3 separate regions of the Danio rerio genome follow, and regions 1 and 2 are each linked to region 3. Evidence: chromatin contacts called from public HiCAR-type data. All regions are on one chromosome and are shown on one strand. The core of a region is the stretch at or near the end of the contact, and the rest is flanking DNA. Distances in the headings are between cores, read along the strand shown.

Region 1 (4,293 bases), core at 233-2,732, 140 kb before region 3:
AAGCTGTATAGAAGTGTCTTGAAAAATATTTAGTAAAATAATATGTGCTGTCATCATGGCAAAGATAAAATAAATCAGTTATTAAAAATGAAATATTAAAACTATTATGATCATAAATGTGTTGAAAAAAATCTTCTCTCCGTTAAACAGAAATTGGGGGAAAAATAAACAAGCGGCCTAATAATAATAATAATCAGGGGGGATAATAATTCTGACTTCAACTGTATATATATATATATATATATATATATATATATATATATATATATATATATATATATATATATTTCCCTATTTCATAGAAGTTTATTGATTTTTAATGTTTATATAAAATAAGACAAAAATGAAACATTAATAAATCTATTTTTTCATATATATATATATATATATATATATATATATATATATATATATATATATATATATATATATATATATATAAACATTAAATCTTCCTGGAAAAGCAAAAAAGTTGGAGGGGTAATTAAAAAATCTGCATTTATGGATGAAATAATTTGCCAAAGTCACAATTATGTTAACCAAAAATTCTGATTTTTGACAAAATGATAAATATTTTACAGTTTTAAAATCAAAATTAGGTATTTACATACTTTAATTTTAAACAAACAGAAATGTCATCCCAGTGCTTTTTTGAAAATTTGCATAAATGAAACATCCAATGACTGTCTGCTTCACACAAGGTACAAACTTTACAATCCATATTAAATCTATGCCTGAGGAACTCAATACAGGGATAAATATTGTGAATAAATTTGAACTGAATTTCTTTTGCTGGAAAAGAGAGAAATCTTGTTCAAATTCGAACCACCTTCTCTTCAGGAATATCAAAAACAAGAAGTCTCTTAAGGGAAAAGCTGTGTATTTAGTTACTTTCTTAAACTCTGATTATTACAGCTTTGTCTTGTAAAATTAATACCAGAAGTAATTAGATTACCAAATCTTGTTATTAGTAGTATTTTATATATAAAATTTATCATTTGAATTTCTACAGGGTCTCTATTATTAGTAGTTTTTATGTATTAATGTTGGTAGGAGGTGGCAGGTAGTGCTGTCGCCTCACAGCAAGAAGATGCTGAGCTCAGCTGGGTCAGTAGCGTTTCTGTGTGGAGTTTGCATGGTCTCCCCCTGTTGGCGTGGGTCTCATCCGGGTGCTCCGGTTTCCACCACAGTCCAAACACTGCGCTATAGGTGAACTGGGTAACGTAAGCTAAATTTTCCGTAATCTATGACTGTGAATGAGGGTGTATGGGTTTTTCCCCAGTGTTGGGTTGCAGCTGGAAGGGCGTCCGCTGCGTAAAACAAATGCTGGATAAGTTGGCGGTTCATTCCGCTGTGGCGACCCCTGATGAATAAAGGGACTAAAAGCCGAAAAGAAAACGAATGAATGTTGGTAGGCCTAATAGTGCTCAGTCTGACCGCCAGGTGTCAGTAACGTGCAGCATCACAAATCAAATGAGCGGGAGAGACAAACCGAAGAAGAGCCTGTCCGTACGTTTTTTAAGTGTAACTACATTACAATGTAAACAGTGATAATTTAATTAGAAAGTAAATCCCGTTAGAGAAGACAAACAGTCTTAAAACGTTTGCTTAACATCATGGGGAAGGTAAGCGACCGGCAAACACCCTGTAAAGAGACTTTCTCAAACTTTGTATGTGTTTCGAGATGTTTAAGTGAACCACTTGAATGATTTATTCATCGTCAGTTCATTTCTGAGTGTTATAATGGAGACCCTGTGGAAATAGAAATATAAATTAACTAGCGACATTCTGATTCTAGAGTCTATATCTGACGTTTGTCAGTTTTAGAGAGCTTGTGGAATTGAGATTTATGGGAAAATAAACAATAAAATCAATAAATAGTAATCAAACAAGTTATTAAATGAAAAAGTCATGAACATATGTAAGGTTAAGCATGAGTTCTTATGTTCTTTAGATATCTTTATTTCTGTAAAACTCCTTTATTTTTATGACAAGTGCAGATGTCATTGTTTATACTGAGATATTATTTTAGAAACCCACTTGAACAAACCCTAAACACACTGCCTAATATATTAACAGCAATGATAATAAACATGACAAGAACAACAAAAAAAAACAATAACAGAAAATAACAGCATGTATGTATGTATGTATGTTTGTATGTATGTATATATATATATATATATATATATATATATATATATATATATATATATATATATATATAGCTTAAGGGGGCTAATAAATTTGACCTTAAAATGGTTCTTAAAAAATTAAAAACTGCTTTTATTCTAGCCGAAATAAAACAAATCAGACTTTCTCCAGAAGACAAAATATTATCAGACATACTGTGAAAATTTCCTTGCTCCGTTAAACACCATTTGGGAAATATAAAAAAAAAAAAAATCAAAGGGGGACTAATAATTTTGACTTTAACTATATACACAGACACACACACAATCGTAGGCTTGCATAGATTATGTATGAGGGTCACGACTGAATTTGTTACACACATGCACACACACAAAACCAATGCTAATATTTTATATTATAACATGTTGTTAGACATTTATAGGATAAAGTAATATTAGCATTTTACTCAAACACACACATACAGTACAAACTCGTTTTTATGTGAATTGTGGGGACATTTCATAGGTGTAATTGTCTTTTAATATATTGCAAACTGAATTTTTTATCACCCTGGCCCACACCTAACCATACCCCTTACTGAAAAATCTGCATTTTTTAACTTAAAAACCTCATTCTGTATGATATATAATATAAACCTTTAAAAAAATGGGCACATGGGCTATGTCCTCATATTTCACTTTCTCCTGTACCACCTGTGTCATGCCCATACACATTTGTGTCCTAATATGCCACAAACTCAAGTGCTCTCCTAATGTTTCTACATCTGTGTTTGCGTATATATTTCATGTTTATACGTATGTGGTTTCAGCGTAAGAAAACCCTGGACATGAGGTGTGTGTTATTCCCAGATGATGTGAAGAGTACTTTCGGAAAAGGAGGAAAAGCCAGAACGTCCACTCCTGCCTCAAAGTCATGGGAGAGATGTGGAGACAGTTTTCTGGACAGCGCCGTCATCCATGTGTGTTACACTAATACTTAATAACTAATACCGGTAACACTTTGCAATAAGAGTATGTGAATAATTATGTACTTATATGTAAATGTTACTTCGTTATGAACTAATGATAAGTTAAGGCATGCGCTTAATAATAAGAATGTGCCCCTCCAAGTAAAGTCATGACATAGATATACGTTAACAGATCATGAGTTCCTGTTAGTTACATTTAGGTTAAACCAAAGTGTTAATTAATGCATTAATATGGCGGCACGGTGGCTCAGTGGTTAGCACTGTTGACTCATAGTATGAAGGTCACTGTTTCTAATCCCGGCTGGGCCAGTTGGCATTTCTGTGTGGAGTTTGCATGTTCTCCCCATGTTGGCGTGGGTTTCCTCTGGGTGCTTCAGTTTCTGCAAGACATGCGCTATAGGGGAATTGAATAAACTAAATTGTCCGTAGTGTACTTGAGTGTGTTTTCCAATACATGGTTGCAGCTGGAAGGGCATCTGCTGTGTAAAACATGCTGGAATAGTTGGCGGTTCATTCCGCTGTGGCGAGCCCTCAAATAGAGACGAAAAATCGAAAAAAACCTTGAGTGAACCAGTCTCAGTTGGGCACGACCATTTTAATTTCTCCGCTGGCCAAAAGTCTTGTGCAGAGCGTCAGTCACCGTGGTGGAGGCTGGAAGATGGCCTCAGCGAAGACTCGTCTGTCCCTGGAGCGTCACTGGAATCAGACTCATGTTCTCCACTCCCCATGACCATCAGCGCAGCAGCAGCTTAGGATATGGCCTGGTCCCGGATATGGAAGCCTTGGGATCATCACGTCGCTGGTCTTGGATCCAATCAGTGACTCCGCATAATCTGAGGACTTAATTAATGTAATGATTAATGTAATCCTCCTCTAACCAACAGTGGGTCTGGAGTTTGGGAACACTTTAGTTTCCCTGTAAGTTATAAGGGTGATGGCAAGGGAGTGGTGAAAAAAAAAGACATCTGCTATGACAGCTATTTTAGCAGTAATATTTGAGCATGTCAACTCATTTACACTAGAATTAGATGGAAACTGGAAACACGCACACTACGCAAGTATCCCAACAGCATTCAGACAGGCAATTCCTACAGATTCGAACAGGGCAAAACAAATCACTGAGGTGATCTGTACATTTATAGCTGTGGATATGAGACCTTAATCGTCAGTGG
Region 2 (4,816 bases), core at 207-2,706, 160 kb before region 3:
GAATTGTGACTCTCAAGAAACGTACACATATTCAAGAAAACGTTTAGTTATTTATGCTACATCGCAATTGCCCTTCTAAATAATTATGACTCTCTTTTTCACTTAAATGTCCAGAATTGTGTTAAAAATTCAGCATTAAAAGAAAAGTCCGAACTGTGAGAAGTCACAATGACCTTATTATGTATGTAATCTAACAGGCCACTTGTAAACGCAAGTTTCTAATCAGCCAATCACATGGCAGCAACTGTGTGATGAAAAAGAGAAAATATCTAGTAAGTGGCAGTTCTGTGGGCACAAATGCTTTGTTGATGCCAGAGGTCAGAGAAGAATGGCCAGACTGGTTCCAGCTGATAGAAAGGCAACAGTAACTTACAGTAAACCACTTGTTACAACCGAGGTCTGCAGAAGAGCATCGTGCACAACACGTCCAACCTTGAGGCAGATGGGCTACAGCAGCAGAAGACCACACCGGGTGCCACTCCTGTCAGCTTAGGTCAGAAAACTGAGGTTACAATTCATAAAGGCAATATTTGACAATAGAAGATTTAACGACAATAGATTTAAGATTTAAGACAATATAAAAAAAAACATTTCTTTTGTTAAACACGAAAAAACTTCCATAGTAAGAAACTAAAACTAGGGAAGTTGATAGGTGCCAACAACCAACATACTTCAAAATATCATTTTTTGTGTTGAACAGAAGAAACTCGTAAAGGTTTAGAAGGACATGAGGGAGAATAAATGATGAGGTAATTTTCATTCTTGGGTAAACTATCCCTTTAAGAGGAAACACTTGAGGCCTTTGAGGTGTACTACGTTCATAAATATACATTTATCATATCTCAAAAACATAACAATTTAGGCCAAACTCAATGCTAATGTAACCTTTCAGACTGACTGAGAAACGTCCAGTATGCCATGAATCAAATGCTAAGCCATAAAATAAAAAAAATATATATCATATCATAATGTATAAAATAACTTAACAAAATAATCAACACACAGTGCAAACATCAAAAAGTAACTTTGTAAGGGCTTAAACAAAATCATGGTCATTAAACAAATCCTACATTATTTTCAAAGCCTTTATATAGGAGGCAAAATTGACAGAGTCAAATTGAGGAGCTGTTTTTTTTTTTTTTCATTTATAAATGAAACATTTTAGTAAAATAAGTAAAGAATTTTCAGTCAGGTAATCATTTTTGTTGTTCAGATGTACTCCAAATTGTCTCGACAAATATATACAACGAAATCCATTGTTTAATCCAGTTGCCCATGTCAAACCAATAAGGTTAAACCAAATTACAACGAAGAATCATATAAAACTTCAAATGATGTACTTAGGAGGCTGAAATGTGAAGCACCCCTCCCAAAGTCACATGACTGCAGTTCCACGACTCACCTGAGAGATCGCTGTCGAGTGGAAGACACATTCATACACACACAAACACACACACATACATTTACTCGGGATTTACACTGAGAACAAGCAGGCAGACGGCAGGGAACAGCCCCGACGTCCCTTTCCTCGTCCTTTCGAGTATTTCACAGAGCCAAATGCCCGGTCCGACCCAAGCTCTGTCCCCCAATGGAGAGAACAACAACGACATCATTCCGGACAACAACGGCACCAACATCATTCCCTACAGAAAGAACACAGTGCGGGGAGAGCGCGCCTACAGGTACACCGCTGCTATTACCATCCGCCGGCCGCTTACAAAGAAAACCAGCGCTTTATCCGAGCTTCAATCAATGCATTTAGCCTAAAACATCACAATCGGGCCGTTTTAATCCATGCATTCCCAAAGCCACTCACATTATGCCTGCGTTCTATCCAACAGAGGGGCTTTTCCTGTGGCAGCTATGGCGTTTCCCCCGATGGTGCACCCCTTAAAAATCATATTAAACGCTTTTTGGCGTATGCTTTCATTCTTTGGGCGTTTTCTCCAAATGTTTGTCGAATAATTTAGGATGGATACGTGCTGGGATGTCCGCTGACAGGCTGCTTTCCCAGGTTTTGACAGTGCATGGCCTGTATGTATGTTCACTAAGCAGTCAGCCATTGCGTACTCTAATTCATTCCATCTCATCCCCAAATATGTGTGAAGATTAACTGCGTGTCGTGCGTAATAGCGGCTGATACCCTCTGGATGTGTGAAAAATGTGATTGCATGCGTTTTGGGGGTCTTGAAACATGTTTTGGGTTGATGGCTTTTGTTGACACTGATTTTGTTGGCTGCTGCTTTCCCTCCCCCTTCATTCCAGCATCTCACTAAACTGTTTATCTTTCCTGCTAAATTTAGATGAATCTGCTATTTAAGCACAACGCTAATGTCTGCTGTGTTTAAGCTTATTAAAGTCATGAGAAATTATTAGGGAGGAAGATTTGTCATCCTGAAGGGATTTTAAGGGAGCCTTATATAAGAGATGTGGCTTTTCCTTTGAGGAACTCAGCTCATTATTGAAGTGAGGAGAGGATGTTCTGGGAATTCATAAGGAATGGGGTTGATCTTTTAATTGGCAGTGATTTAAAACGGACTTAATTTGGTTGATTTCATTAGGTTATTTTCTTATACATGTTGTGCAGTGCTGTTTATAATCCAATATTGAACCGATAGAAATGTATTGCATAAGAATATATACAAAACAATCTTACAAGTGGTGGCACACAAGATTTGGTGGATTATTAACCCTAATTTTCTTGCCACAAAGTTTCCGCTCATTAAAGTTGTGCGTAAAAAAGTGAATTGTAAGTAATATGATGTGAAAGACTGATGCGTTTACATTGTATTTGTCCATGTGTGTGTGAAAACGTAATATTCTGTAGGGAATTTAGGGATTGTATAAGGCCATTTGGTGATTTGTATCACACAACAAAAGTGGTGGCACAAAGGATTTGTTGTATTATTAACTCCAATTGTCTTGCCACAAAGTTTCCACCCAATAAAATTGTGCTTGGAAAGAATACAGAAAAATGTAATTGAAGTAACCGTACCATTATCTGCCCCAAAAATTGTAGTTCAAGTAGAGTAAAAGTATATGTTGTAAAAAGTAGGCCTTTTAAATGGGAGTTGTGAGTATTACGATGTGATGCGTTTTACATTGCATTTGTGCGTGTGTGTGTGTGTGTGAAAACGTAATATTCTGTAGGGAATTTAGTGATTAAGGTTATTTGGTAATTTTATTTTGCACAACAAAAGTGGTGGCACTTAAGATTTTTTGTATTATTGACATAATTTTCTTACCACAAAGTTTCCACTCACTAAAATTAGTGTTTTGAGCAGTGGCGAAAAGAGTACTGAACAATTTTACACAAGTAAAAGTATCATTACTTGCCCTAAAATGTAGTGTAAGTAGAGTAAAAGTATATGTTGTTAATATTACTCAAAGAATTAGTAAAAAGTAGGCCTTTTAAATCAGAGTAGTGAGTATTACGATGTGATGCGTTTACATTGCATTTGTGCATGTGTGTGTGAAAACGTAATATTCTGTAGGGAATTTAGTGATTGAGGCCAGGTGATTTTTTTAGCACAACAAAAGTGGTAGCACTAAAGATTTGTTGCATTATTAACCCAAATTTTCTTACCACAAAGTTTCCACTCATTAAAATTAGTGTTTTGTGCTGTGGTGAAAAGAGTACAGAACAATCATACACAAGTAAAAGTACCATTACTTATTGCCCTAAAATGTAGTGTAAGTAGAGTACAAGTATCTGTTGTAAATATTACTCAAAGTATACGTAAAAAGTAGGCCTTTTAAAAGTGTGTATTGATTATTACAATGTGAAAGATTGATGCGTTTACATTGTATTTGTGCATGTGTGTGTGTGTGTAAACGTAATATTCTGTAGGGAATTTAGTGATTGTTTAAGGCTATTTGGTGATTTTAGTCCTCATAGGCTTGGGCGGTAATATGATATACCGTTGGATCTAAAAAATAGCAACGGTATCAGTTTCAATACCATTATACCATCATACAAAACAATGCACTTATATTGACCTTATTCTCCGCCGACAAGTGGGCGCTGCCATTTGAATCTTTTTGGCTCGAGACTTCCGGTCTCATTCACTTCCATTCATTTTTAGACATTAAAAACTGCTCATTACGCTGCTTGATGTTGCAATTTGATATTTTCTTTATCATATTATTCTACTTGGTCTATATAGTCATGCAAACATTTGTTTGTAGAGCAAGTAGTTTGACCGTTTTCTGCCGGTTATTATTCTTAGTAATTTCTCCCATAGGCGACTGAATCAGAAGTTCTAAGACAATCGCGAAAACAGGCGCACTTCCGCATTTTAGAATAAGGTCAATAGGAGACAAGGATTAAATATAATTTATTTAATGGGGACGAGGCAATTTGCAAATTGTGCTACAAAAAGATGACCGCGAGAGATGGATATACCTCAAACCTATGGTGGTGTTTACGGTAGGCACAAGCCTAACGTTTGGTGATGCTGTCTGAGCCTTACGCCATCATTTTTTTCACGCACAAAACTATACTAAGGTAAAATAGGGAGGAGGTTTGACAGTATCTGGGTGGTATTTGGATACCGCCCAAACCTACCATATACAGTTGATAACTTCATCATCTAAACAGTCTCTCGGTCATTACATGTTTGCGCAATTTGATTATTTGGGAATCATAGGACTTATTATTCTACGTAGCCAATCAAATATAAAAAAGAATAAAAAATAAAGTAGTGACTGCTGATTGAAGGAAAATAGGAGTAAAAGTACTGATACAGTTCTTAAAATGTACTCCAGTGAAAGGAAAAGTACACAACTAACAAATTGAAGTGGATAAAACAATGAA
Region 3 (4,644 bases), core at 2,129-4,628:
GAACAAGTTCACTGAGGTATGTTTTTGGCAGGGTTTTGTTTTTCGCAGTTTTTGCGCGTGCGTGCGTCACCGACTGTCAACAGCCGCGCGCGCCGCCGACCCAAACGAGGCTTCGGGCATCTGTTTGAAGAAGTTTCTAAGGCTGCTCAGCTCTCTCGTCAGCTGGTCGATGGTTTTGTGCAGACGCTCGTTTTCCGCGCCCAGCTCGATCATCTTTTGCTGCATGTCCAAGTTGCGCTGCTTCGCCTTGTCTCTGCTTTTACGCACGGCGATGTTGTTCCTCTCGCGCCGCTGCCGGTACTCCGGACTGTGCCTGTCCACGTTCTTTTTGCCCTTCTCCTTGCCTGGCCTCCTGTGTGCCACGGGCTCGGGCTCAGGTGTGGTGGGGGGCGTCGGCTGTCCCGTGTGCATGAAGTTGACGGAGGTCTGCGCGCACGCCTCGATCTGCGACGGTAAAGACGAGGAGTGCTCGCTGTCGCTCCAGTCCGCCTCCTTCTTAATCGGTGCGCAAAACGAGCCCTTTCCGAAACCCTCCAGGTGCCTCTCCGCGCTCTTGTGCGCAAACGCGTTGGACATGTAAAAGTCAGGCTTTTCTTGCTTTACAGTATTGTTGAACAGGTCTGCGAAGAGCTCGTCGTTGCAGATCTCCAACGGGACCGTTGACATGGACTCAATGTAGGCGCTGAAGTCGATGGCGCTCTCATCGTCATAGATAGCAGGAGCATTGCTGAGCTCCATCATGTTGCCAGTGCTGCTGCTGTTGTTGTTGTTGTTCTCTCCTGGTTTTGCATCTCCTTTATTATCATAAAAGTTGGCAGGCTCCATGGCCCAGCTCATGTTGCATGGTGGCGTTACGCACTGCGAGTCCAGATTGTACATGTCAGACATGGACGCAGCAGAAGTCACCATTAAATACGCACAAAAATTCCCTTGTGAATGAATCCCTTTGGCTGTCCCAAGGAAAGTGTGTCTTTTTTTCACGCGCTGGTTTTCGCGCAGCCCGCGCGTATCTCCAAAAGTTCTGCCTCTGGAACAGGTGCTAAAAGTTTCTCTCAGCTCTATCGAGATCTCCGCCGTCCGCGCGCATTTGTACGAGCGCTCGGTTTGCGTCAGCGCTTCTCCTCCCCCTCGCAGAAGCCAGTGAATGTCCAGTGTCAGTCACATGTTCCTCCCGGGCTCCTATTTGAGGAGAGTCGGGTGTGCATGTACGCCTACCAGAACACAGAGGAGCAGATCGAGAACAGCCTGTCAGAACTGCGTGTTGTAGGACACGAGGACATGTCTGAATGCGCCTGTCTGTCGGTTTGCAAGCGTGTGTGTGCGTCTGACACTCTCTGAGATATATATATATATATATATATATATATATATATATATATATATATATATATATATATATATATATATATATATATATATAGTATCGATCAAAAGTTTGGGGTCAGTTTCTTTTATCTTAATGCGTTTTTTTTTAAGATAATGATCCTGTTCATCAAGTCAGCAGTTATTAAATTATTTTTTTCCAGTTGTTAAATATTTATTAAAATTTTAAATAGCTGCTTTTTATTGTATGTAGTTTCAATTGAAATTATTACTCCAGTCATTATTGCTTTTATTACTATTACCGTTAATAATAATATTAATAATAATAAATTATTATTATTATTATTATTATTATTATTATTATTATTAATACTATTAAAGTGATTTCTGAAGGATCATGTGACTGAAGACTGGAGTAATAAAGCTGAAAATTCATCTTTAAAATCACTGGAATAAATGATTAAAGTTAATTATAAACTACTTTTGATCAGTTATTTTATAATGCAATAACATACAATTTTACAAGTTGTACTGTATTTGTGATCAAATAAATGCAGGCTTGGTGAGCTGAAGAAGCTTATTTTTAAAACATTTTAAAATCATACTGACCCCATTTATATATATATATATATATATATATATATATATATATATATATATATATATATATATATATATATATACACAAGTTTGAATGCTTTTTTGAATTAGAAGCGTATTTGAAAATAAATAAATGTATGCACCACTATCAAAGTAAATAAATGCAAGTAAATAAATATACGTTTTAATAATAACAATAAGTTTATATTAATAATAATATAATAATAAATACGTTTTTTATCAATGCTCTTGTTGTTAACGTTAATTATTGTTTTGTCACTATTTTAATCAAGAAAATCAAGATATATGGGTGGTATTTTGTTGTTAAAATTATTTATTCATTCATTTTCTTTTCAGCTTAGTCTCTTACCCCATCTTGGGTCTCCACAGCGGAATGAACTGCCAACTTAACCAGCATATGTTTTACACAGCGGATGACCTTCCAGCTATAACCCATTACTGGGAAACATCCATACACACTCATTCAAACACATACATTATGGACAGTTTAGCTTGCGTTTGGACTGCTTGGGAAACTGGAGCATTTGGAGAAAACCCACGCCAACATGGGGAGAACATGCAAACTCCACACAGAAATGCCAAGGGACCCAGCCGAGGCTCGAACCAGCGACCTTCTTGCTGGTTTTAATAATAAAAGGATTATTATTTATTATTATTATTATTATTATTATTATTATTATTTGTGTTATAGTACATATTCTAAAACATGATTGAATGATTGCATGTCGCATGTGTTGGAAAGCATTTATAAGTGAAAGAATGTCTTTGCATTATGTTTTATTATACTGTTATCACAATATGTGAATGACCAGTGAATGAATGAATAAATAATTTAAGATTTTTTGTTTTATCATCGTCATATTAGTTTATATTGTGTGACGACACAAACAAAATAAGTCAAATAAAGCAGATAAATATGCAGTCAACACGTTGTAATATTTGTTTTTATTTCACATATAATTAATAAAATCCACTTTGATAAGCTTTTTAAAAGTAAATGTTTGGTTTTTCTGACTTTCACTTCTGTTTATAAAACGTTCAATAATGTGCTAAACAGTCATTCACTGAGATTCAGGAGTTTCATCTTGTCAACCACACGGACATCTAGTGGACACCAGAGGAACTACTACTATTTATACTCTGTTGATGTTCTTTCCCGCGAAAATGTCGGGCGAGACCAAACAGCAGATAGGGTGTCTTTATGTCACTCATCCTGTAACGTCCAGAATGCAAATAGGAATATGTAAAAATCTATTTACTTCAATATTAAGGATATTTAAATGCACAATTATAGTTTACCTAAGAAATTAAGGGCGTTTATGTGAATTTGTGCTCAAGCATATCGCATGTATCCCCCGCTTGTCTCACAGTGAGGAGCGTGTTCGTGGTTGGTCAAAATTTCCCCGCGAAATTTACGTCACAGTCAGTTTCGCGCCACCGTTCACAGAAGAAGGGAAGAAGTGCGCACGGTAAGTGTTGTGTGTTTTTATGTAAACGGATTGTTTTAACGTAAACGTCATTTCTCCTGCGTATAATGTTTCTTAAACATATGTAAGCCCAGTGCGTTATGATTTACATTAATGATATTCTAAATATAATGTTTATTGCTGTACGTTACACAGACTTGAGTTCTGTCATTGTTGTGGCTGAAGCCGCATGCTGCTCTTCACTCCTCCAGTGTAAAGGCAGACATACACAGAAGTTATTTAACGCTCTTTATACTTCTCTAATAAAACTGAATTCCTTTTTACAGATATGCTTGCATAATTGATATTACATAGGATTACACGTTGTTTAAATATTTACAAGTTTTGGTCTGTGGTCAGCCATTTTATTTGGCGACAGCTAACTTAGTTGACTTCTATTCTTGATTTTTTTTGTTGCCATGATGTGTTCAGTTTGACATTTATTGTTTTATAATACGTTATTTATTTACGAGGTTATAGTATAGCCTTAATATGATTTAGTTTTTTGAAGAAAATCATTGGTTTTTCTAACCTTACTGTTATGGCGAAAAATAATCCTGATAGTTAATAATAATTAACAAATGCAGTTATAAGTCGATCTATTAGTGTTAATAATTGTTATTATTTTAAATACAATTACAGTTGAAATCAGAATTATTAGCCCCTCTTTGATTATTTTTTTTCCCCAAATGATGTTTAACAGAGCAAGGAAATTTTCAGTTTGTCTGATAATATTTTTTCTTTTGGAGAAAGACTTATTTGTTTTATTTCACTAGAATAAAAGCAGTTTTTATTTTTTAAAAGCCTTTTTAAGGTCAAAATTATTAGCTCCTTTAATTTGTTTTGTTTCAGTAGTCTACAGAACAAACCATCATTATACAATAACCTGCCTAATTACCATAACCTGCCTAGTTAACCTAATTAACCTAGTTAAGCCTTTAAATGTCACTTTAAGCTGTATAGAAGTTTAAAAAAATTATCTAGTCAAATATTATTTAGTGTCATTACGGCAAAGATAACACAAATCAGTGATTTTAAATAAGTTATGAAAACTATTATGTTTGCAATTGCAAGCTTTTTACTAAATCTGTGAGAAATGAAAGTCATTAAATTAGAGTTATTTCTTATTTATTTATTTATATATATATATATATATATATATATATATATATATAATATATATATATATATATATATATATATATATATATAATATATATATATATATATATAT

The links. HiCAR-type assays count read pairs that join an accessible place to other places.
Region 1: a contact with region 3 is called in a HiCAR-type map of caudal fin, with 7 times the contacts expected there. The contact joins the promoter of spidr here to the promoter of mcm4 in region 3. A contact is called at or near these places in 3 of 18 Hi-C or Micro-C datasets (caudal fin, embryo and hematopoietic stem cells) and 4 of 4 datasets of contacts at active chromatin or transcription factors (caudal fin, embryo, gastrula embryo and 1 more).
Region 2: a contact with region 3 is called in a HiCAR-type map of caudal fin, with 8 times the contacts expected there. The contact joins the promoter of mapre2 here to the promoter of mcm4 in region 3. A contact is called at or near these places in 2 of 4 datasets of contacts at active chromatin or transcription factors (caudal fin and gastrula embryo).

What each region holds. Positions count from the first base shown.
Region 1 is chr24:39,410,755-39,415,047 of GRCz12tu, reverse strand. spidr (scaffold protein involved in DNA repair) reads left to right here and starts at 1,482. Exons shown (of 19, transcript XR_012399512.1): 1 at 1,482-1,625; 2 at 2,963-3,112.
Region 2 is chr24:39,433,514-39,438,329 of GRCz12tu, reverse strand. It overlaps mapre2 (microtubule-associated protein, RP/EB family, member 2), which reads left to right and starts at 1,456. Exons shown (of 8, transcript NM_001109702.1): 1 at 1,456-1,682. The coding sequence starts at 1,558.
Region 3 is chr24:39,276,703-39,281,346 of GRCz12tu, reverse strand. mcm4 (minichromosome maintenance complex component 4) reads left to right here and starts at 3,378. Exons shown (of 17, transcript NM_198913.2): 1 at 3,378-3,413. It overlaps LOC141380759 (a long non-coding RNA gene), which reads left to right and starts at 1,214. Exons shown (of 2, transcript XR_012399513.1): 1 at 1,214-1,314; 2 at 2,281-2,870. cebpd (CCAAT enhancer binding protein delta) reads right to left here and starts at 1,052. Exons shown (of 1, transcript NM_131887.1): 1 at 1-1,052. The coding sequence starts at 909. The coding sequence ends at 67.